Regions from separate parts of the Mus musculus genome. Here regions 1, 2 and 4 are each linked to region 3. The links are chromatin contacts, called in public promoter capture Hi-C maps. All regions are on one chromosome and are shown on one strand. The core of a region is the stretch at or near the end of the contact, and the rest is flanking DNA. Distances in the headings are between cores, read along the strand shown. Region 1 holds the start of Cmtr2 (cap methyltransferase 2). Region 2 holds the start of Pkd1l3 (polycystic kidney disease 1 like 3). Region 3 holds the start of Mphosph6 (M phase phosphoprotein 6). Region 4 holds the start of Txnl4b (thioredoxin-like 4B).

Region 1 (6,101 bases), core at 596-3,095, 7.6 Mb after region 3:
TGCAATCATGTCATAGTCAATTCATCCAATAAATGGTTAGACATAAAACGTCAGACATAGAAAAACTGACAACTAAATCCCCATCCTACAGAAAGCAGACATTCAAGGTGAAAATCGTGAGTCAGGCGCGCTCCTTTGTACGCTGAGCAAGATGAACTCAAAGGAAATCTAAACTGAGAAATAAAGGTTAGCTATGACCATAATGACATCATGACATTGGTGCTTCCTGAGTCCTGTCCTCTTAGCAAACCTTCCCATCCCTTTTCATCCTGTATTTTATCCTGTGTTCATCTGGTGTACAGGTTGGTAAGCTCCTTAAAGCAGTGGGTACCTTTTTTAATCATCTTGTTTGTCACAACTACTTACGAGTCCCACGTGAGTAGAGATTTACTGTCACAAACAGCAACATCATTTAACAGTTAGAAACTGTATTTAGAAAAGCTCTTAGGGGGAGGCAAAAGCAGGGCATTTCTGCACGCACAAAAACTCTACGTAAGAGCAAACAGAAAATTTACTACAATGAGCTCATCTGTCTTGATCCACGCTGTGCTTACTGGGAACCGCAGCTACATTTAGACCTCCAATACATTCTATTTTGGGGGGAAAAAAAAAGTCTACTTTTAGTCATTAACTTCACATACTAATTAGTGGCTGTGGTTAAGCTGTGAAATCTTACCGAAATTAAGTGGATAATTGCCTTCACTTGCAAACAACTAAAAGGATTCAAACGCTCCAAGGTTCCTGACTGTACTTGAGCCTTGCTGCCAACTCATTCTTAATATTACCGCCCCCTTATCCATTCCACTCCAGCCACACAAGCCTGCTGTTCACTGAAGACCCAGGCCACACCACGTTGGAACACTTTGCTCAATACTAAGAGGCAAGCTCTACCTGGGCTTTACTCCCCCAAGTATCTATCTAGCTAATCCCCTCAGCTCCTCCTGGTATTTGCTGGAAGGCACTTTACTCTGTGAAGCCTATCCTAACACACTTATTTTGAAATTGCATCTCGGGCTCCCCATGGCCCTTACCTCACTTTCTCCCACGGCATTCATGTTTATCACTTATTTCTTTTCCCCTGTGTTCTGTTTGTGACTTGTCGTTCTCAACTTCCTCAAACCAGAATGTAAGCTCCGCACTTCTGCAGGACAGTTATCTTTTATTTTGCTCACTTACATGCCACCCCAAAAGGTTCCAACAGTGGCTGGTGGGCACTTAAGTACACTAACATTAACTGGATAAATGGACGAATATTACACTTAGCCCAAAAGACAAAGCTCTGAACAGAATAATGCATTTCAATTTCACCCTAGCATTTCAATGTACGACTTAAAAACAAAAAAAATTTCAATTAAATGCATAAAATTTTTTTTCAACTAAATGCATGCCGTTTCCAAAGTGCATGTGAGGCTGATGAGTATCAACTGTATTATTTTGCAGGCTCCAAGTGGAAGACAGGAAGCTTCCTGTCCAAAGCCACAAGGAAATGATTATAAAATTTGTAAGTCCAACACCAAAGCCTTTAAGTTCTCAACAGCTGTCAGGTCTAAGTGAGCATAGGGAGTGTTAGCAATGGTCCCGCCAACTTTTCCTAGGAAATAAAAACACTGGGGCATGTGCAGTGCTCACACTGGGTCCTGGGACAGCCACCTCTCAAACACTCATTTGAGCAGCCCCGCCCCTTGCCCGCAGCGAACCGTCCGGGAACTGTCACTCACCGAGAAGCCGGGTCCGCATTCCTTCAGCCCACGCCCACCAGAGCCCCTCGAGCAGGAGCAGAGTAGCACCGCACACGCGGTCCTCACTCTAACGAGCCACCTGCCACTTCCGCTCCCGGGAACAGCTTCCGGGGGTGGCGTCTCCTCTGCGTACTTGGCAACCGGGTCGCGGACAAAGAGGAGGGAGCGCCTGGAAGACCGCCCGGACCTGCGCACGCGCAACTGGAGCCAGATCCTCCTCCAGACCACGCCCCCACCGGCTGCGAGGCTCTGACAGCCACACTGCACAGGCGCCTTCCGGGAGGCCTATCGTCACGCGCATCGACGTCACTCGGGAGGGTGGCAACTCCTGGAGCTGAGCTCTGGTGCGGAGAAACTTGTCCGTCTCAGCGGGTCGCCATGGCAACGGAACTGGGCTTTGGTACCCGAAGGTTTACCCTGGATAGATAGATGCTAGTTCCTAGGAGAGACTGCATTAAAATTGAAGCTCAATGGATAACTTGAGTGCAAAACCAAATTAAAGAAACGGAAGTATCATCACTTGGTGTGTTTACATATTAATAAACCAAGGAAAAAGAAAACCACCCGGTGTAGTGCCACAAGCCTTTGATCCCAGCTCTCATGAGCCAGAGGGAAACAGATCTCTGAGTTCTAAGTCACTCTGGTCTACATAGAGAGTTCCATGTCAGCCAGGGATACCAGAGGATGGACTCTCAGGCCTGGGACTCTCTAGTTAGGTTAGACTGTCCAGCTAGTCACTGGTATCCACCTGTCTCCACCTCCCCAGCTGTGGGGTAGCCACAGCTGCTGTGCGTTTATAAGTGTAACAGCCATCCTTTTTAGAGGAAAGCGCTTCACAGCACTTCCCTCATCCTCTCGCTCTCCCACTCTTTTCACCCACTCTTCTGCACTCCCCTTCCCTGAGCAGGTGTTATGTAGATGGCCTGTCTATGGCTGAGCTGTCAGTCACTTCTCAGAACTTTGACAGAGATGAGGGAAGAGCACCGTATTCAGAAGGCAGTTTGGCAACTTGACCATTTAGAGAAAAAAAAAAAAATCAGTGGACTCTCCCTTAGAGCCCACGATTTGTTAGTTATGGGTTTGGGCCATAACTAATACAAGGCATGAATTCCTCTTGTGGAGCAGGCAAATACCTACTGAATATTTTAGAAAAGCTCCCTTAAGTTCCTTCCTAGTCTTCCACCCTCAAGAAGCAGCTATCACTGTATTTCCCATCACCCTAATTTAGATGATCTGGTCTAGAATTTCACATAATTCAATCATTACACTTTGACTCTTCTCAGCCTCTCCCTGTTCAATTTATTATTTAAAATGTTTTCATCTGTATTGTCTTGTGTCTTTAAAATTTATATTGCAAGGGGTTTGTCATTCTGTGGGTTGACTTTAATCAGTTCTTCTACTGAAGGCTGACTGTTTAGTTTCTAGACTGGTGATATTACGAATGGACCTGTTTGGGGACTTTCTAATATGTTGTTGTAAGCATATGTTTTCATTATTCTTGTGTGACTTAGATGTGGAGGAACTGAGTCATCCAGCAGGCATAGCGACCAAGAGGAGAGAATAATCGCAGCTGCTGTGTGTGTAACTTCTTAAATCTTCCCCAGAGTTCTGAGTGTGTGTAACTTCTTAAGACTTCCCCAGATTTCTGAAGTGTTCCACCGTTTTGTAGTCCTACCCATAATGCAACTTTTTGGCATTGTCTTTTCATTTTAGCCGTTGGAGAGACTCTGTTGCTTTCTAAATGGGATTCTTTGAGACTTTCATACATATGTACAATATGTTTTGATCACCCTCCTCCTCTTCCAACTCCCCCCTCCCCATTTCATACAATGTTCTTTACTTTCTTTTTTTTGTAGCTCACTGATTCCAATTAGAGCAGATAGTATGTGCATAGGACCATCCACTAGAGCATGGGTGACCTACAAGGTGCCACCTTCCTGATAATAAATATTAGTTTAAAATGTCAATATATGAATGCTGTTCTTTTGTGGAACCCAGGAGTATGTGAGGAATTTGTAATCTGTTAGATGAAATTACCGTGTTTATAAATACTGTCATGAACACTCCAAACAGCAAAGGATGTAGGGAGTCTTCCCTGGGTAAAATGGTCACTACACAAACGGTGACCATAAAACCTTTGCTGAAGAACTGTGGGGCTTTTGCACTGTTAGTTCTCTTAATTACATGACATAAATACACTTACCGTTTCCGTTTTAGGAACAGAATGCAGGCTGAGAACAATCTGACAATTCGCTGAAAGTTATGTCATCACCAGGCAGCAGAGTCAGGGTGTGAACTTGAGTCTGCCTGAATCCAAATTGCTGCCAGCTGTGCCAAGCCATCTCCATCATTCCCATTCAGACTCAGAAAGGTGTATCGGCAGCGGCAATAGTTGTTAAAGGAAGATGAATGGCATGCGTGTTAGAAAAGCAAGAGAGTGGGCTGTTGAAAAGGTTTTAGGAAAGACAAAGTGATCCAGATGTGTGAAGCGGATACATGACGCCTGCCTCTCACTACACTGCCTGCCTCTGACTTACTGCAGCATCTGCCTTTGACTGCACTGCCTGCCTCTGGAGCCCTTGCCCCTAACTGGACTGCCTTGTCTAGCCTCAATAGAAGAGACACGCCTAGTCCTACTGCAGTTTGCTATACCAAGGCTGATTGCTATCCATGGGAGGCCTCCTCTTTTCGGAGGAGAGAGGGAGAAGGGGTGGATGGAGGGAGGGGAGAAGGAGGGACTGAGAGGAGAGAAGGGAGGGGAAGCTTCAATCCAGATGTAAAGTAAATAAATAATTAATTTTTTTTTTTAAAAAGAAAAGTAACACACAAAAGGAAATTAGAGTAAAACTAATAACCAACTTGGCTCCTGTAACGTTGGGTAGAATGTCTACAATGTAATATTCAGTGCAAATAGGATCTTGAAGCTGTTTGCATACTGTTTAGAAACAAATATTACAAAAAAGTTAATTTTAAGCATAAATATAAAAATTGCACACATCGATCATAAGAGCAATTTTTGTCTATTTTATTACCATATCATATAGTTAAACTTCACTCTACATTTTAACATATATTAGGACTAAAACTCAGTATGAACTGTCTTCTTAAAAAATATTTCAGCCAGGTATGGTGGCACACGCCTTTAATCCCAGCACTCGGGAGGCAGAGGCAGAAGGATTTCTGAGTTCGGGGCCAGCCTGGTCTACAAAGTGAGTTCCAGGACAGCCAGGGCTATACAAAGAAACCCTGTCTCGAAAAACCAAAAAGAAAAAAAAAAATTCACAGCAATTCATGCTTGTTCTGACTAAATGGTGTTGAATTACTTACCAAGTAAAGAAAAGTTGAGATGTATTTTGTAGGTTATAAATTTCATTAAAATAATTTTAAATTAACCTTAAAACAAGAGTTTGATATTGTCATTAATAATGTGCTAGCCTAAGATACGTCTTTTAATTAAAATAACTTTGTGGTTCATTCTCCAGCATAGAAAAAAGATAAAAATAAAAAATGAAAAACAATATATATATATTTAGATATATATATATATATATATATAGATATAGATATAGATATAGATATACAGTTACATTGTTATAGATTGAGTTGTGTCTCCTCAAAACAAATTTGCATGTTGAAGCCTTAAAACTCTTGTGACTTCTTTTGGAGACAGGGATTAAGGTTGAATAAGGCCATAAGAGAGGGGTAATAATCTAATAGAACTAGCATTATTTTTATTTTTATTTTATTTTGAGTGAGTGTGTGTGTATGTGTGTGTGTGTGTGTGTGTGTGTGTGTGTGTGTGTAAGGCAAATGACCTAGACCATGCAGAACCAGTGGGAGGAATATTTATCCCTCTAGTGCAGTGGTTCCCAACTTTCCAATGCTACAAGACTTTAAAACCATTCCTTATGTTGTGGGACCCACAACCATAAAATTAGTTCATTGCTACTCTTTTACTGTAATTTTGCTACTGTTGCGAACTGTAATGTAAAGATCTAAGATGCATGATATCTGACATATGACCCTCAGAGGGGTCGGGATCCACAGGTTGAGAAATTCTGCTCTAGCACGATGCTGCAATTCCTCCCCGCCCCCCGCGGTCCCCCCCCCTCCCCCCGGAAGTCTCGCCCTCTGTACAGTTGTTCACTGAGTTGTAATCAGAGAAAATAGTGAGGAGCCAGGATACAGAGGATCATGGGAATTAGATTTCCACACTCGCTCTGCCACAACAGGAAATCCTCAAGAGAAAAAGGAGTAACCATTTTTGTTCTTAAAGATTTAGGGCCAATAGTGAAAGAGTCCAACAAATTTCCCAAAGGAAGTGGTAAATTAAAAGATAGTTAAATAACATGTCAGAAAGCT
Region 2 (6,228 bases), core at 1,702-4,201, 8.2 Mb after region 3:
TCTGTCTCTAACAGCCCAGTGCTGATCAGACTGGGGGTGAGCATTCGGGGAGGGAAAGCTACCAGCTCAGTCTCTCCTGCACTTCACCCAGGTCGACCGTGAGAGTTCATCTAGCAGCTAGCATGGAGGGGTGAAGACATCACTCACTCCAAGGGGCAGTTTCTTGGGATAGCCAGTGTTATGAAACTAGAAACTGCAGGCTGGAGGGATGACTCGGAGGCAAAAGGCACCTGCCAGTAAGCCTGATGACCTGAGTTTAAACCCCAGAATCCACCTGGTAGGAGAGAACTGACCCCCACAAGTTGACCTCTGACCTCCATATGTGTCCTGCGGCACCTGTGCCAACCCCCAACTCCCATCTCCACAGGCAAACAGGACAAGTTAAAAAAAAAAAAACTAAAAATAGAAATTCTTGGGTTGGAAAGCAGGCTCAGTGAGTGGTTAAGAGCACCGTCTGCTCTCCTAGAGGTCCTGAGTTCAATTCCCAGCAACCACATGGTGGCTCACAACCATCTGTAATGAGATCTGACGCCCTCTGCTGCTGTGTCTGAAGATAGCTACAGTGTACTCACATATATAAAATAAATAAATCTTTTTAAAAAGATAGAAATTCTTATATCTGTCCAATGGTCAATTCCAGACTATTTAAAATTTATCCTCTCATGTGCATACCTTATGTAATACCAGTTTCGAAACTAAAATTGATGTAGTTTGGTGACTCACCAGCCTGGCAAATGAAATGATGCTTCTCTATGCACAGGTTCCATCTTGAGAAGACAGCATTAGAGTGTGTGACCACGGAAGGGCACTCGCCAGGCTTTTGGTTCCTTAAGACGTCATCACCTCCTGGAGGGGCACCAGACTCAGTTAAGTCCCACTCTTCAGAGTTAGACAGGGGAGGTGGCTCAGTGAGCAAAACACTTGCTGGGCAGATGTGAGGACCCAAGTTCGAATCCCTGGAGCCCATGTATGGCCAGGCATGGTAGCCTCCCATATCTGTAATCCCAGTGCTCTTAGGTGAGATGGGAGGTGAAGGAAGGAGGATCCCAGAGACCTGTGGGACCTGGGGTACACTGTGGCGGACAACAAAAGAGACCTTGCCCCAAACAAGGTGGAAGGTGAGGAGAAACATCGGAGTTTGATACTCGGCCTCCACACACGGTGGCACTAAAGCACATATATGCCCAACTTGTCTGGCTTCCAGCAAATGAAAAGTTACGACTTCTCCCTGAGTATTATAGATTACTCTTCAATATTTAGATATTTTAATCATAGATCTTAGAATTAATTACCTAGACATTAGGGAGACATGATGATATAATAATTTCTTGTTTTTTTTTCTTTTTGCTAAAATTGCAAGATTATGGTACTCGATTTTGTAAAAAAAACAATAAAGAGGTAATTTCTCTCCTAGCTTCTGTTTTAGGAAATCTGGAGGCAAAGATAACAAAGAAAGTCACTGTAAGAGTTTTTTTCTCTTTAGAATCTTGTATAATAGCAACTATTTGTATACCTGGAAAGCCAACATTCAAAAGGCTTTCCTCTTCATTCAACATTCAACACTTAAGGGGGGGGTGCGTGGTGGGGGGATTGAGAGTTTGAGACCAGTTTGTGCTGAATACCAAGTTTCAGGACATCTTGCACTATAAAGCAAAACTGTCACAATATAAAACAAAACAACAAAAATTCCAGATACCCCAAATCAAATAAAGCAAAATAACACCATACATGAAGACTCAGGAATTAAGTTTTAGACAGGCTCTGACAAAAAGCTCATTGCCACCGGTCAATGATGGTGCACACCTTTAATCCCAGCACTCAGGAGGCACAGGCAGGAGGATCTCTGTGAGTTCAAGGCCTGGAACGTGATCTACAGAGCACATTCCAGGACAGCCAAGGCTACACAGACAGACCCTGTCTCAGGGGGGGAAAAAGTACATTGCCATTGCTATGGAGACAAATGTTGGCCGAGACACAAAAGTGGAAAGCGTATGGAGAGAGATTGATGGTCAAACTAACCCTTTTTCTGATTATAAAAGCTGAAAGGGGGCTGGAGAGATGGCTCAGAAGTTAAAAGCACTGGCTGCTCTTTCAGAGGTCCCGAGTTCAATTCTCAGCAACCACATGGACACTCACAACCATCTGTAATCGATCTGATGCCCTCTTCTGGCAAGCAGGTAGATGTGCAGATAAAGCACTCATACGTAAAATAAATAAATCTCAAAAAGGGAAAAAACAATACCTTAAAATGTAATCTGAAAAAAAAAAAAAAAAAGTGGAAAGGCCAAAGATGACTTTCTTCCACCCTAGAACACAGCCCAAGAAAGCTTTTCCCCTCAACATTCAACACGAGAGCCCTACCTGTCTGATTTATCCCTGGATGCGATCCGGGCAGCGTCAGGTTTCCCCTGACCCACCACACTGTTTCTTCATTCAGGAAGCTTTTTAGGAAACCCCGAAGCTTGGGGTTCCACGTGTGGGCTAGGCGTCCTCTCTGGGCGTGGCAGTAGTTATCTGCTTCCTGGAAGTCACAGAAAAGTCTGTTAAGCTGATAGCAGCTGTTTCCCCCATGTTGCTCCCGGATGCTTGGTTTACGTCCCAAAATATCACCCAGAATGACACCGATTCTAATGTACAGCCAGAGCCAGGACCGCCTCTGCAAGAGCATTTTTCTCTCTGTGCCGAGTGAGAAGAGAGAAGATGTACGGAGGCTCGAGTGAGAAGAGAGATGTACGGAGGCTCGAGTGAGAAGAGAGAAGATGTACGGAGGCTTGGCAGCTGCCTGGGCTTTTAAATAGGACTCAGTGAGTTTGTCAGAATCGTCCGTATTGTTCTTTTGTGGGTTGGGAACAACCTGCCAAGGAGATAAAGGTTTTGTTTTGTTTAGGGAAGCTATTTCTCACCGGCTGCAAATGAATAGCAAACGGGGCTTTACAGTCGGGGGCACCAATGTCTCCATCTGTGTCTACACGCCCAGATGTATCTTTAGCAAATAAAGACCCATTATGACGCCAAAGCTACCTGCAAGCAGGGAGAGGTTGGTGGATATCGAAACCAGTGTTACTAGACTTGGCGAGCTTAGTTCTTAAAGCATGGGCTCTAACACAGAACCTTATGCACTCTATACAAGCACCCTAGCAATGAGGTATGTGTCCAGAAAAATGGATACTTTTTTATGAAAAGGAAAACTTTCTTTTGTTGTTGTTATTTTCAAGACAGGGTCTCACTATGTATCCCTAGCTGTCCTGGAACTCACTATGTAGACCAGGCTGGACTTGAACTCAGAGAGATCCACTTGCCTCAGCCTCTTGAGTGTTGGTATTAAAAGTCTATCTATCTATCTATCTATCTATCTATCTATACACACACACATATATACATACACACACACACACACACACACACACACACACACACATATATATATATATATATATATATATATATATATATATCCTCTTTTTTATCTATTCATCTGTCATCTGTTTACAGGCACCTGAGCCACTGCTGTAGCTTGGCTATGGTTAACAGTACTGAGTATTAATATGGACACACAGGCTCTCTTCTGAGTGCTGACTTCATTCCCTGTGGGTATACACCTAGTCTTCATATAGCAGAGTCATATAGCATCCTTGTAGTTTGTTTTTTTAGGAACCTCCCTATTGTTTGCTACAGGTTACACGTGGTTACACTCCCACCAACAGTGTATAAAGGTAACTTTCCCCGATTTTGATGAGGGCCATTCTGAGTGACGTGAAATGGATTCCCAGCATAGCTTCGGGTTGTATTTTCCTGATGGCTGAGGATGAAGGGTTAATGGTGTCTAAGCAGCAGCTGGGCTGAGAGGCTCTGGGCAGGAAAGTTGATTGACAGATGACATCTATGGAAGCTCCTAATCAGGAGATCCACACAAACCCGCTGGGAGCTACCACTTCCTGACTACAGGGGAAATGACCTGCAGATGGACTGGGCTCTTCTGCCCCCAAGACCCCAACTCCACATGTACATGGTCCTTGTTCCTGCGGAGAGACCATCACCTTTCATTGTGCTGAGAAAAGGACAAAGTGTTCCCAGGGAAGGCCAGTTTATTTTTTTATTTCTGTGGCAACTCAGTCTAACACAGGGTGTGTAGCATCTCCCCTCCCCATATTTACCAGCTGTCTGAGAAGTGTCAGCTCAGATCATTTGCCATTTATTGACTGCATTACTTATTCTCCTAATAACTTTTTTTGGGAGTCCCTTTATACATCCTGGATACAATCCTTTGCCAGAATACTGGGCTGACAAGGAGAGTATTTATTTGAAAAACTCAATCATAGGGGGCTGGAAAGATGGCTCCATGGTTAGTAGCACTAGTTCTTGCAGAGGACCCAGGTTCAATTCCCAGCACCCACATGCTGGATCCAGCCTTCTTCTGGCTTTGAAGGTACCAGGCCATGTACATGGTATACATACATACAGACAGACGAAACACCCGTATACATAAAATAAAAATAAATAAAATCTTTTAACTTTTTTTTTGAGACAGGGTTTCTCTGTGTAGCCCTGGCTGTCCTGGAACTCACACTGTAGACCAGGCTAGGCTCAAACTCAGAAATCTGCCTGCCTCTGCCTCCCAAGTGCTGGGATTAAAGGCATGAACCACCACTGCCTGGTTTAAATCTTTTGACTTAAATCAATTACAGGACTCAATGAGAATATTTTCTTCTCTGGGCATATATATGTGTGTGTGTGTGTGTGTGTGTGTGTGTATATGTATATATGTGTGTGTGTATATATGTATATATATATATGTGTGTGTGTGTGTGTGTGTGTGTGTGTGTGTGTGTATGGGTTTATTTGACCAGAGAGAATGTGATCATGTCATTTGTCAGAAAAATGGATGGAACTGGAAGTTTTCATGTTAAGCAAAAATAAGTCAGATGCAGACGAAGAATTATCACATGGTTTCACCCATCTGTAGAGGCTAGAATTTAAAGGCAACCTGGAACCAGTAGAGGAAACACTATGGGAAGTTCAGGGAACCAGGGAGAGGGAGGAGAAGGAGTGGGTAAGATAACTTAGGAGTATGAACCCCACTGAAATAGGATACATTCATGTCTGGAAATACCAAAGGCTCTGGCTCTACAAGGAAGCTCTTTAATTGAACAGTAATGTGTATTGTTATAGTACACATTATGTAAAGAACATATATTATAATACACATTATGTAAGAACATACACATTATAATACACATTGTGTAAAGAACATAGTTACAGGACACACTAGCTAATATGTAGTGATGTAAATTAACATGTCTGTCATCTCAGAGTTACCCCTGAAAACTCATTTTGTGACAGGGTCGTTGAGACCTACTCATGCAGCAGGAACCTCACTCCCAGCAGGATTCTACTGCAGACGAACATAAAGACTATTGCCGATAAACCTCTAGACTTGTGTGTCCTCCATGTTTGCTGCCACTAGGATTGGCCCGGATGGCTGTATTCTGTTTCTTACCTGCACGAAACCAAAACCACACGTGAACCGTATCTTGAAGCTCGCTCCAAGCCATATAAGCAGTCATAAAAGCCAGATAAACAGGTGATGGAGAAAGGAACACAAATTAAACACAAACCATGCCAGAAACCAACAAAGCCTCAAGCTTGGCGGAACCTAACAGCAGATCTTCGTGGTTCTGGCCTCTGACCACGCAGCCTCCTTTGACTGTGGCATGCACGGTATATCACGCCATGGAGAAGCTTCAGTTTTAGAACCTGTTTTTGGTCATTGCTTTGCTGAAAAACCCTTTGTTTAGAGAGCTCGCCACTGGTTCTCCCCTGTTGCATGCCCTTCACTGATCTGTGCAGCTGGCTATCTTCTTTTGTACCATAGATGTGCGCAAACGCTTGGCAGCTTTCAGGGTTGAGATGGTCATCGAAGCAGCCCAGACAATGCCTAGTTTCTCTCCGCTGTGTTTGGTGAGTGTATTGTGGCAATTGAATTTGGGGCCCTGAGCATGGACTCTGCCACTGAGCTATGTGTGTACTCATCTCTTAGTGCCTTTATGCGTTTTGAAACCCATTCCAGAAGAAGACACCAACACTGTAAGCCCTCTAAAGATCAGAATCTGAGGACACATCCCCTTAGTTTTAAAATATTGCAGTATTCTATTGAAGGGCGTACTATAGTCCACACTCTGCAAAGGTCTAGTTAGGGAAGGAATGAAATAATTGTTGTTAGTGATAAGA
Region 3 (6,374 bases), core at 774-3,273:
GAGTGGAAGTCGACTAAGTCTCAGGTGTGTGCCCACCAAGTCTCCGGGTCTCAACCTGCTCTACCTTACCAAACCTTTTAGCATAGCTTCACATCCCACAAATCCTCCTTTTTCTTTTTATAGGAGGGGCATCACTGGAGTGTCTAGAGTGAAAATTTAGGGTGGGGTGGAATATCAAAATAAAACACAACACCATAAGCCAGAGGGGTAACAAGGGGTGGGAGCTAAGAAAACAAGGGATTATTGAAACAATTAAATGTCATACCATTTGGGATACACTGCCTTTGCCAGGCCAGAGAGGCTCAGGGACTCTTGCTATGCCATCTTTGGTCAGCAAGCTCTTGTCACAACTGTAACTTATAGTTACATGATACTTCATTTTTCTATGGTCACCATAATGAAATACTACAGGGGTGGGGTGGGAGGGGGTGTTGGGTGTCGGCTACATGTATTTCTTATAGTCATGACCAAGGTAGTAGTAGTTTTGGCTTCTCTGGGGCTTCTTTCCTTGGCGTGTAAATGGTCTTTCTTTTAGCACACACACCTCTGGTGCACTCAGAAGTTTTCATCTTATGACAGGAGGCTGAAGATTTAGCTAAGTGGTAAGCTTAGTGTGTGGCTGTAGGTTTCGTCTACAGCACAGGGGAAGAAAGGCTACCAGCCACACTGGATGTGGGTTCGTCCTAAAGGTTGTCTCTTGAAAAGCCCTGTCTCCAAACACAGTCACATTTTGAAATAATGGGGGTCAGGACTTCAGTATTTGAATGGAAGGAGACATAAGTCTGCCATATATGGTTAGTCCGGTAACAAGATAGCAGGATTTTTATTTATTTTATTTTTTATTTTTGGTACATTCTACCACCAAGGCTTCATATAACGATATTTTCTTGACTTTCAAGCCTTCCCACTTTGATCTGAAGAGGGCCACCCTGGATTAAATTTAAAGTGACCCTAAAAGTCACTGGCTGCAGCCATTTTCTTCCTTCCACGGTATTTACTGCTTTCTAATGTAGCTCCAGGAAAGGGTGGGAATGTGTCTTTAGCCCCTTGGTGCTCACCCATGTCTCACTGACAGTTATGAGTAAATGTGTTTCTGTAACCACTTAACACATTATGTCTTTATTTACTCCACTGAGAAAACCTGCAGGGCGTTTAATATCCGGAATGCTTTATGAATCTCGACTTTACCACTTCTCCAGCGGGTTGCTTATTACATGCCAGTGATGTGTCCTTCCGTATACTTACGAGGTACGGCACCACAACTTGTGGAAGTCCATTCTGCCCTTCCATCACGGGGGTCCCGGGGATCAAACTCATGTCCTCCTCGGGCTTGGCAGCAAGTGTTTTCACCCATTAAACCACCCCTGGCCCCTTCACAAGTTGTCGCCTTGCGTACAGCTCTTGCTAGTTCCTGCCATTCTTCCCATTCCAGAAGGAAATCCTTCAGGCTCCAAGATGCACAGCGAACAGGTGTATGCATATTCATCAGTCTTCCACGGTTTGTGTGCAGCCCTACAGCTATCACGCAGCCTGGGTTTGTGACCACCTCCTTCACTCTGGGACAGAGCATAGCGACACCAGCGGCTCAGGGCTACTGAGAGTTCTAGAAAACACGCTTCATAGAAAGCCACCATTCGTATTTTTAAAACTTTTAAACTCTGGCAGCAACCTCAGCGGCCTCAGCTAGGACCTCAGCAAGGAACTTCCAGACCGGGTCGTTAGGGAGTCCTCGGGTGTCGTGGAGGCCCCGCCTACAGCTCCAGCGTCCTCCCCTTAATCCGCCTTTCCTGAGTTTAGCCCTGGGACCCTGAATCGCAGTCGCCCCGCGGTGGCCCGAGCTCTTACCACAGCTCTTTGCGGAGAGACGCGCTCCGGGAGCTGGAGAAGCCAGAAGCAGCTCCGAGCACTAGGGCGGGGCAGCGCGATGGGTGTGCCTAATCGGGGGCGTGGCAACGGCGCGGGGGCGGAGCTAAAGCTCTGCCACGCCTGTAAGCGACGTGGCCCGGGCGGGTCTAGAGCGTCGTCTTATCTAGCTCCGCTCTTGACCGTGCGCAAGCGCAGTGCGGCGGGAAAGCCTCTGCAAGTGCGTCCAACATGGCGTCGGAGCGCAAGACTAAGTTATCCAAGAACCTGCTGCGCATGAAGGTGCTGAGGTCGGGAATGCTGGGTTGTCGGGCGGGGAGGCTGCTGAGCTCCGAGATGTTCCGTAGTGGGACTCGGGCCGAAGCGATGGGCAGACTGGCTCGGGATGGCCGCGGCCAGCGCACCCCATTCATTCGCTCAGCCTGCGGGCCTTTGGGCACCAGGGGTGAGATTTTGCTTAGCCTGATGTGGGGAGGGAGCCTGCACAACGTTCATCAGAGCCTGCAGAGTTGAGTGCTGTGGTGGCTTTAGTGTCTGGGCCGCCTGGGAAGTTAGACTTCTCGCGAGAAGTGGTCCCTAAGGAGGAACAACGTGAGGGATGGCAGGTAGTGTCCTAAACTGAGGGAAAGTGAGTCCAGAAGCTAAGAAGGAGAAAATCAGGGACGTTGCAAAGAACTAAAGGTAGCTCGGACGTCTGAAAGACAAGGAGCATAAAATGAGGCTGGAAATCTTAGTGGTCACACATCCAAGGAATTGTAAGCCAGGCTGAAGTTTTGTTCCTGTTGCCTCATGAGCAGGAGGAAACTGTTTTCTGAGTTAATTGCTTTTTGTTTGTTTGTTTGTTTGTTGGGGGGGGGGGGGGTCGAGACAGGGTTTCTCTGTGTAGCCCTGGCTGTCCTGGAACTCACTCTGTAGACCAGGCTGGCCTCGAACTCAGAAATTTGCCTGCCTCTGCCTCTCCCAAGTGCTGGGATTAAAGGCGTGCGCCACCACGCCTGGCTAGTTATTGTTTTTTTAAGGCCACTTTAACTGAACTGTGGATGATGGTTAATCAGAAAGGCCCAGCCCAACAACGTGAAAGCTCACAGCCAAAAGGATGAGCTAAAAAAGTTCCTGTGTTCTGGGTGAAGGTTGTCTTCGTGGTGGGAATGGAGAAAATGTTAGTGGGGTGAAATGAGTTCTCCACTAACTTTTAAACAAAATGAGTTTCCCTTTGTGTGTGTGCATGCATAGCTGTATATATACCATGTGTGTTCAGGTGCCTGCGAAGGCCAGAAGAGAGTGTTGGAGCCCCTGAAACTGGAGTTTTAAGTCAGCAGGTATGAGTACCAGGACTTAGGCAAGAGTCAAGGGTGCTCTTAGCCACTGAGCCAACTTCCCCAGCCCATGATTTTTAAATTTGAAGTTGAGCCAGCTGAAGTGGCTTTGATGGCACACATTTGTAATCCCAGCACTTGGGAGGTGGAGGCAGGAGCTTAATTTGTGGCCAGCCTGAGCTGGATATGAGACCCTGTCTCAGACATCATTAAAACAGAAGCAGCTTAACCACAATTTAAAAGGGGTTAAAAGCGGATGAACACAGGAGTTAAGACAGGGAAAAGCTAACTCTTGAAGCTTAAATAATACTAATAGAACGTATTCACGGTCCTCCCAATATTCCGGCATTGTTCTCCGTGTATATACTGAACCACTTAATTCACATAGTAACATTTGAAGGAGTTACAGTTGTCATCTCTGACACCTGAGGTATCTGAGACAGAAGTAACAGCTGAAAAGACTGGTCATCTGGCCCCAGAGCTTCTGCTTGTAATGATTAGCCTGTAGCACCTGTCTCTAACACACGGGGAGCTTGATTACAACGCCTGACTCAACAGTATTATAAACATGTGTTTAACAGAGCTGTCCTACCTACCAAGCGGTATAGTTTAGCTACACAGTACACTATAGAGTTTCAGTAGCTTACCCCAGGATGGTGTAGCTGTCTGGGAGCTGTGGCCCACTGTGCCCCAGCAGCCTAATAGAGTCTCCTCTTACATATGGCTAGCCCAGGAAACAGCATTCCTAGTAGTGTTTCTAATGGGTGGTAGCAGATCCCCACCATCTTAAAGGTGATTTGATTCATTAAGCCTCACCATGTGAAGTTGTGGTCTGTCAGTGCTTATGGTGAAATGAAAACTCTCTTAGAGAACGTGTTTCCAAGAAAAGGAAGGAAGGCATAAACGGGTGCTGTGTCGAGGGCCGGGGAGTGAGCATTCCCCCATGAGCTTTGAGTGCAAGCTGAGCTGGGATGCTATCTGGCCTAGGTATTTGTAAATATATTTGAGTCTCAGAGTTGTTATTTATGGGAGCTTGGGGCCCAGAGGAAAAACCCAAGTTTATAGAAAACATCATACAGCAATGCTTCATTAATCCCAGCACTGAAGAGGCCTGTGAGGCAGGTGGATCTCTTGCGTTCAAGGCCAACCTGGTCTACATCCTGAGTTCCAGGACAGACAGGGCTACACAGTGAAATCCTATCTGGGAAACCTTAAGAAATAAACAAGCAAACAAACAAAAAACCCTAGACAGTTACTGATGGAGCTGGAGAGCTATAGTTTCCCAGAGTCTGCTCTGAACCCTCAGTTTTGAGGGAGGTGAAATTGCTAGTTTTAGAGTGTGTTCTGAGGTCTTCCGAACCCTAGACATGCTTGGTTCACAGCCATGTTCTTATCCTCTGTCCAGTGTAGATGTGGGTGACTGACTGACTGTGTGCCTTCATGTATCCGCTAAGGCGAAATTGAAGATAGGAGGCAGTTAGTCAGGTTTTGCCACCAAGAATGTAAGGGGCCGTGTGAGGCACCTGTACTTTGAACCACAGGGTCACTAATCCAAGGGTCACTGGTACTCAGGGAGTCGTTTGTCTGCCGGGTGCCCTGGTACCTATGGCTGGCCACCCATGAGCCAGGGCACTGACACGGGCTTGCTCCTGTCTTAACAGTTCATGCAAAGAGGCCTGGACTCGGAAACCAAGAAACAGCTAGAAGAGGAGGAGCGGAAGATGATCAGCGACGAGCACTGGTACCTGGATTTGCCGGAGTTGAAGGAGAAGGAGTAGGTGACTGGGGTTCATGGGGGAGGGGAAGGTGGGGGAGGCTAATACAGATGAGGAGTGTTGCGGGAAATATTAAGACAAACTCTCAGCGGGGGCCAGGCCACGCTCCTGCAGCCTCCAACTCTCTGGAGTTGGCCCCTGCGCCACGTGAGCTCATGTCTCTCTGGCCCCTTGAGGCCACAGGGCTCCAGCCGGGCCATCTCTAGAATACACCTCCCCTCCCCCAGCCCAGTTCTTCTCACTTCCACTCAATGCTCCGCACACCCCACCTAATTACCAGGTAGAATCAAGACTTTGTTGTTGTTGTTGTTGTTGTTTTGGGGTTTTTTGGTTTTTTTCAAGACAGGGTTTCTCTGTGTACACAGGGACACTCTGTGAGTGTCCTGGCACTCACTTTGTAGACCAGGCTGGCCTCGAACTCAGTAATCCGCCTGCTTCTGCCTCCCAAGTGCTGGGATTAAAGGCGTGCGCCACTACCACCCAGCAAATCATGACTCTTAAAGCTTAATTACCTAATCAGATTTATATAACAATAGAAATCACAATTTACAAGAAGCCAATTACAATACTTTCAGAGCCAACTGATAATGATAAAGCCTTTACCCCAGTTATTCTAACCTTGTGAAAATCTTAGCTACCTGTGGCTGTTTAAAACCACACGGGATCAGGATCTTCTTCCAGTCCCTCTGCCTCCATTTTGGCTTCTCCTCCTGACAGTCCCTCTGCCTCCATGTTGGCTTCTCCTCCTGAGACCTCTGTATCTCCCCAACTCATAGCTCCACCTCCCTTCTCCTGTCCAATCACAGGCTTCCCACTGTCCTAATGTGATTGGACAGGGAAAATCCTGCAACATTTCACCCTTTCTGTTTAATTTAAAAAATATAAATTTCTCAAAATATAAATTAAGCGCAACTACTACCATTTTTGTAAATTATATGGTATAAGATAGACCCAATGTCCAGTCCAACATTTTGAACACTGTCTTCCATCCTAACTTAAAAGACTATAGTTCTGCACCTGGCTTTAGATTGTCTGTCACCTGAAAACCACCCTCTTAAATCTGTTCCTTACAAAGTAAAAGGCTTAAACATCTCAGGTCAGATTAAAATAACAGTTAAGAGGGACTGGGTCTAATCCTTGTACTTAACAAAATTTTGCATCAAAATAAATTATGTCCCGGTCCTCCTGGGCCTTCTGAGTGCTGAGATTGCAGCGATGGAGCACTGTGCAGTGGCTTGGACATAATAGCCTGTTTAGTCTTATTTTTCCAGTTCAGTTCCAGAATTTTTGTTAATAACCTGTGACTATATTCATAGCCAGTGTAGCCTGTGCCTCGTCGGTAATGCGGTTGACTTGGGCCACAGGGCCCGTTGCTGAGTGTCCGTAACTCCTTTCTTTTCCTGGTTTGCATAAAATTGAC
Region 4 (6,721 bases), core at 2,482-4,981, 8.2 Mb after region 3:
TTCATAATGACTGCAGCGGAGATGGGTGGGAAGAGATGTAAGACCTTAGTTCAATCTCCATGGTGAATAGAAACACACAGTAACTCTCTTCACAGTTTCCCTCTTTACTGACTGTGAAGAAGTGCTGTGAGACCTGATTTCTCCACAAGGCACATTCTAGGAGCAGCGCACAGGAGAGTACTGGCAGCCAGGGAAACAGTTCAGACCTCCACTTTGCAACCTGTATACCTTGGAGGCGTTTCCCCAGTCCTCTCTAGAACTTTCTGCACTTCACTATGCGACTGTTGCTGTGTTGGCATTTCCTGATCTCCCCAGGCCTGCTCAGTGAGGTGAGTTCTGACAGGTGCTAGTGGGGGAAGGGTGTCAGGACAGGTGTCGCAGTCTGTTTGGGCCTCAGATCAGGACAGGCACAGCTCTTGGACAAAGTGTGACAATCTACATCAATCTACATCAATCCTGTTCCTTTTCAGGATGCTGAGTGATAACAGGTGAACTTTTAATTAAGGCTGCTTATTTAAAACTCACAATATCATCCAGCTGCAGACAGACGGGGTCCTCGTCCCTCCCAAACCTGAGAACCAACACCTTCTCCGCAGTGCTTTTGATCGCCTGGTCTACTTCTTTCTTGCTGGTCAGTTTGGGCAAGAGGAAGCTCATCTTGAAAAAGTCCAATGCTAGTCCGCACTATCAATTCTGCAGTGTCTAAAGGCTGCTGAGATGAAGTGCGTGGGTCCTAACAGAAAGAAGACAACACCATTTAGTAGTGACCAGACACTGAGGTGATTTAAAAAGAAACCTTTTAGGAAGCCCATTTTGTGAAGACGTCTCACCCCTTGCTTGCCACCTCTGGGTCCATCCTGACACACTAGGTAACTTCTCACAATAATTTCTCATGTGTTTCTAAGTGAAATTAAAGATTTGAATTAGAACAGAGTAGGAGGACTGGAGAGATGGCTCAGCAGTTGATAGCACTGGCAGCTTTTCCAAAGGTCCTGAGTTCAATTCCCAGCAACCACATGGTGGCTCCCAACTGTAATGAGAGCTGATGCCCTCTTCTGTTGTGTCTGAAGACAGCTACACTGTACTCATACACACAAAATAAATAAATCTTTAAAAAAGCCACATCAGAGTAGGAAGACAAAGCAAAGCTTTAACTTCAGAGTGCTGCTCCCACCCAAGAGGCCTGGGGGAGCCACGGGTAGCTGAGTAGGGAGGCAAGCATCTGCACAAAGGAGGCCCGCCTGCAGCTGAAGGATGCGGCTGTGCCTCAGAGCACTGCCAGACTGCAGAAAGAACCACAGCTTATGGCAAGTGCTGAAGCAGACAAACTTGACCTCAGCAGTCTGGAGTAGGAGGGAGAGTGGCTGGAAGGTGGGGTGGCAGAGGTGGGGACATGATTCACCCTTTCTGCGCTTTGCATTGTTTTAATATAACGTTTACTGAACTTCCCATATCCCTACACAAAAGACTTTGAGATTCCATACTACTTCATTTGTGGACCATACTTCATGGGTCCTTCATTGACGAATGTTTGTATATTCTCGAGTCCTGACTTAAGGGGACTTCCTAGATACACTTAATCACATGGCAAACAGACCAACTAAGAGTGTGTGAAAGTCATAATTAAATAAATGACTCAGAGGAGACTGAGGTAGAGGGGCCTCATCTGACCTTCTCTCTGTCTTCCTTTGGTGCTGGGCTTCTCACTCTATAGACTAGTTCATTCTGTTACTCTTCTAGCTGTGAGACAAAGGCTAGAACTCATGCTACAAAATTGCTAGTCTAGCTCCTAATTTTTGGCAAGTCATTTCCTAATTGAAAAATCCCATGACTGACAAGTCACTATTGACAGTACCCACAGAAGATGCAACTGGGATATTAGTTACTCTGCATTTAATTTCAAGGCTTGTTAATGCTATGAAATGTGATTTGCCTTTCTCCCCTTCATCAAAAATTATATTTCGTGGTCTGGATTAGGGCTGGGAGGATAGCTCAGTTAGTAAAGTGCTTGCCTGGGAAGGGTGAGGACCCAGTTCGATCCCCGGAAGCCATCTAAAAAGAAGCCTGGCCTGCGAGAGTAGCTCACGAACTCAGTGCACTCAGCCAGATCCTTGGGATTTGGTGGCCAGTCAGCCTAGCCAGTTCACCAAGTTGCAGGGCAGCCTGAGACCTTGTTGTCAACAATACAAAACAAAACAAACCCAAACCCAAACACCTAAGGTTGCCTTTGGTGTACAAACATGCACTGACAGGTGTATATACATGAGTATATACTCATGCACATACACAACAATGCACACATAAGATATGAATAAAATTTACACAAGAAATGAAATTGTTCCACCTATAAGCCACAGTTTATTTTAATAGTTTTATGTGCATGTCTTCCTGCCTATATGTCAAATTCCCTGGGACTGGAGTTAAAGATAGATGTGAGGTGCCACGTGGGTGCTGGGAGCTGAATCCCTGGTCATGTGGAAGAGCAGTCAGTGGTCTCAACCTCTGAGCCATCTCTCCAGCCTGTAGGTCACCCTTTAAATAGGGAAGCTGACTTCCAGGAGGGGTTTCATCAACTGTGAGTGTAGAACAAATTACTGATGAAAGAGAAACACAAAGAGAATTTGGACCCGTCTCGCCGTTAGAATTCACGTAAGCAAATCCCGTACTAGTAATAAAAAGAGGAAGGGGGAGTGTGGCGTGTCACCAGAGAGGGTCGGTGTGCTACAGGCCAGATGTTGGAAGGAGGGGGAAAGCGACACCACATCCAAGACAGTGTTCGCATGAGGGATGCAAATGGAGAATCATAAAAATTATGAACACTAAACACATTTGGAAAGCCAAGTTTTGCACGTAGACAAAGGATAGCAAGTTAAAAGGCAGATTTAAGAAATGCATTGAGTCTACAAACACCAAGTGAGACGGTAACACTCAGAATGGAGAGAGAGCGGAGGCATGCCTACTTCGTTGGAATTTGGATGCAAAAGCTCTTTGGAAAGAAAACTGGCCTCCTCTTTACACAACAGCTCTACTTTTGAGAATATGAACATAGACACAAAGACCTATGTTCATGTCTGTCAACAGGGCACTGATAGTAGTAGTCTTGCGAACTATCTTATACAGCTACTAAGAAAAGATTCGGAAGCAGTATGTAAAGTCTGATTCTTCTTTTTTGTAGAAACTTAACGTGTAATGCTTTCATAGGATAATGGAAATAAGCATCCTAAGATATAACCAAAGGACATATCTGAACATGAACTTATTTTCCAAGGATCTCGCTTAGTACCCCAGAGTGGCCTCAAACTTGTGGCAATCTTTATGCCTAAACCTCACAACTGCTGGGATTACAGCGGTATGTCACTTTAATCTACGTCAGGGCTGACGTCTACAAAACACCCAACGCATGTTTTTGATAAGAACCTGGTGGTTGGGTTCCCCCTGGTTCACAGGTGCCATGGAGGACACTTCGGTCTACATGTCAGCAACCCGGGCTCCTCCACCGGTTAGCTAGGGCACAACTGCCTCTTTCCTCACTGCCATCCTGGGAAAGACCCCAACTAACCTGGGCTGTATCCTTAGAAACGCTTCCTCCGACAGGAAAAAAAAAAAAAAAAAAAAAAAAAAATCCTCCCAAACGGAAGTGAGAAACACGGACGCAGAAAACGAACGTGCCACCGCGCGCCCCAGTCAATAGTCCGGTAATCCGACAAGATTATTTTAGTTCCTTTCCACTTTGCACTGGCCGCCAGCGACAGGAAGTGACGTCATTTCCGCCCTTAGTAAACATGGCCGGTCTCGTGTTGTCCTCCCTTGCACACCCCCGAGCCAGAGGCGGGGTGTTGACTCTTACGCCAAGCGCGATTGGTCGCAAGGAGACTCTGAACCCAGAGGAAGAGACTGAGGCTCGGAAGGCCTGTTCGCGGGGTTGCACTCTGGCGTCCCGGAACCCTGGATTTGTGGGCTGCTCTCGATGGTCTTTTTGGACGGATAGAAGGCTCCGCGCAGGGCATTATGGGACGATGATGGCCGCTTTCAAACAGCGGAATTTGCCTCTTTGAGACCCTCGGATCGAGCGGTGGCCGCGCTGGCGTCTCCAGATCAGGAACCGAAGGCCTCGAGAGTCGTGCTTGGTGAGGTGAGCGTCTCTTTCTCTTTCCAGATCTGTCCTTCGGCAGCCATGGCGGCTCCAGGCGGCCGGTGTCGGCTCGCGGCTTCTGTTTGGGCCCTGATTTCAGAGTTCCTCTAGTCCTTGTTACCCAAGTTTCTCTATTTGCTTGAGCGGAGAAGTTCATTCAGCCTTCTCCGGACTTTGTCCATGTTCTGGTCTCATCCCGGTGTTTGGGAACGGCCCCACGGAGATTCAGGGGTCCTCCCTGTGCCCTCGTTTAGGGCAGTACGCGAACCTGGTACCCGATAGTTGGAGAGCCTGGGTAGGGCTTCTGGTGCCTTCCTCCTGTCTCACTGAAGAGTCTCCACTAGATCTGGCGGATAATCTATAAGTAGAGTATTAACCCTAAGAGGAAAGGGCTCTTGTTTTTCCTTTATCGGTATTGTTGAGAATAGCAAGTGGATTAACGACGCATGCAGTAAGCAGTTGCTAACCTGAGAAGTCCATTGTGGCTTCTTTGTCACCGATGTTTCTCCATAGTCTGGCCGTGGACCGCTTTATTTGCTATTTTGAGCCGCTAATTAAGTCCTTCCTTGTCCTGTGTTGTGAATAATTTCCTGTCCAGAGAAATGTCTGACTTCCTGTTCGCTTTCAATAAATGATATCTAATCAGGTTTTTACTTTGCCATTTGTTAACAAGACAGACAGTAGTCTCTGCTTGCATGCAAATGACACTTTAGGATGTAAGTCGTTGTATCTCAGCCTTCCTGTCAAGATTTCTTAATATGCATATAAGATGCGACTTTGTTTCTCTCTTCTACCTCGGGAAACTTTTGCTTCTTCATCCACATTGTGTTGCAGCGCCCCTTGGGAGAGCTGTGCATGTTAATTAGAACACAGCAAAAGAAGTCTAGATTCAAAAGTCACAGTTCTCATGCTTTATAAACTTAATCGGAATGAGAATAATTAACTACATGTCCAACATAGGTCCAAGCTTATAATCGGGTGGTGTTAGATAAAGATGAATTTGACATCAGCCAAACACCTGGGAGGTCTTACAGTCTCTGAAACACGTTCCAGACATGCTCTTTCCTAACATTTCTTGGAAGTAATTTTGGCGAACACAGTTTGTTATTCAAGAGATTTTTTTTTTTTTTTTTTTTGCCTGCTATGGGATGCTTTTTTTCTCTTTTCCCACAAACCACTACTGATCCACAACAAAAGTCAGCAAGTGTGTAGAATATGGATGGTGAAATCGTGTGCTAGCTAACTTCTCTGCTCTGTGGAACTTGTGACTTAAAGGGAATGGGATGGGTGGGTGGGAGAATGCATATCAAAAACCAGGAAGGGAAGTCAGGGTACAGGAGCATAATACCAAGTATGCAACCGTCACATCAGTGTACCAACAATTGATTCTCACAGTGGTTCTGTGGATTGTGGAAAGCAGAAGTGATTGTGGTTTCACACATAGAGAACTAATGACTAACCAAGACAACTGCTTACTGTCCCAAAAAAACCAGAAAATGCCAAGAGCCTGGAGTGAGTTAGTTACTTAGTTTATTTCTTCCTTCCTTTCTTCCTTTCTTCCTTCCTTCCTTCCTTCCTTCCTTCCTTTCTCTCTCTCTCTCTCTCTCTCTCTCTCTCTCTCTCTCTCTTTCTTTCTTTCTTTCTTTCTTTCTTTCTTTCTTTCTTTCTTGTCTCACTAGAGAAGTGGGATGTGCTGCTACAGTTCATATGAAAAAGGCAAGCATGCCTGGCTTGTGTTCAGAGGCAGGGAGCTAATGGGGACTCCTAGAGGTGATTATTTTGGCCCATAAGTGGGAGGAAGTGTGTTCTGTAGAAGAGTGAGATAATGGGCAGAGGGACAAACTGGGAGGGAGAGAGCAAGAGAAGGAGAGAGAAAGAATATAAATGAGTGAATCCTTCACTAAATATCCTAGCTAGTGTGAAACTATGTAGCCCAGACTAGCTTCCCACTTGCCCCCCTCTGGAGCCTCTACCTCCCGTGCTGAGATTACAGGTGCATATCATGCCCAGCTCAATCGCCTGGGTTTTAATCAGGGTTTCTGACTTAAGTCCAGTTCCCCTATACTTCTCTTTATAAAAATCATTCTAGTCTGGTAAGAAGCCCTTAGTGAGGTTGATTCTTGTCTAGATGACACCTTCTCGATCCTAGTGTGTGGTCCATGTCCATGTGTCTCTGTGCCTTTTGGATGTGTTGGGGTGTGGTCCGTGTCCATGTGTCTCTGTGCCTTTTGGATGTGTTGGAGTGGGAACTGGTCAGCTTTTAGAGACTGATAGTGATTTGGTGAGGAAGTCCTCACAAGTAGCAGGAGGGGCTGGAGAGGTGGCTCCGGTGGTGGGTGCTTTCTTACAAGTGTAAGGTCCTGATTTTAGATCCCCAGAACCCATGGAGAGTCATGAGTAGAGGCACATCTGTGCTAAGAGTCAGAGGCAGATCCCAAGGAGCTTCTTGGCCAAATTAGTTCCCAGTTCAGTGAAGACCCTATCTTCAAAAGTAAATAAGGGAGCAACTGAGAAAAGTACCTGATGTTGGCCTCTGGCTTTATGTGCACCTGCATGACAACACACATATATACACACTAGCTAGCAGAA

The links. Promoter capture Hi-C pulls out the DNA fragments that hold promoters and counts their contacts.
Region 1: a promoter capture Hi-C map of pre-B cells shows a contact between it and region 3. The contact joins the promoter of Cmtr2 here to the promoter of Mphosph6 in region 3. A contact is called at or near these places in 1 of 39 promoter capture datasets (pre-B cells) and 1 of 484 Hi-C or Micro-C datasets (CD4 T cells).
Region 2: a contact with region 3 is called in a promoter capture Hi-C map of liver, with 4 times the contacts expected there. The contact joins the promoter of Pkd1l3 here to the promoter of Mphosph6 in region 3. A contact is called at or near these places in 4 of 39 promoter capture datasets (the HPC-7 cell line, cranial neural crest, liver and 1 more).
Region 4: a contact with region 3 is called in a promoter capture Hi-C map of pre-B cells. The contact joins the promoter of Txnl4b here to the promoter of Mphosph6 in region 3. A contact is called at or near these places in 1 of 39 promoter capture datasets (pre-B cells) and 1 of 484 Hi-C or Micro-C datasets (CD4 T cells).

What each region holds. Positions count from the first base shown.
Region 1 is chr8:110,213,704-110,219,804 of GRCm38.p6, reverse strand. Cmtr2 (cap methyltransferase 2) reads right to left here and starts at 1,845. Exons shown (of 2, transcript NM_146215.4): 1 at 1,719-1,845.
Region 2 is chr8:109,610,957-109,617,184 of GRCm38.p6, reverse strand. It overlaps Pkd1l3 (polycystic kidney disease 1 like 3), which reads right to left and starts at 2,951. Exons shown (of 33, transcript NM_001286454.2): 1 at 2,362-2,951; 2 at 724-846. The coding sequence starts at 2,668.
Region 3 is chr8:117,797,623-117,803,996 of GRCm38.p6, reverse strand. Mphosph6 (M phase phosphoprotein 6) reads left to right here and starts at 2,023. Exons shown (of 5, transcript NM_026758.4): 1 at 2,023-2,145; 2 at 4,841-4,953. The coding sequence starts at 2,095.
Region 4 is chr8:109,562,902-109,569,622 of GRCm38.p6, reverse strand. Txnl4b (thioredoxin-like 4B) reads right to left here and starts at 3,731. Exons shown (of 4, transcript NM_175646.4): 1 at 3,560-3,731; 2 at 526-733. The coding sequence starts at 657. Dhx38 (DEAH (Asp-Glu-Ala-His) box polypeptide 38) reads left to right here and starts at 3,762. Exons shown (of 27, transcript NM_178380.2): 1 at 3,762-4,132.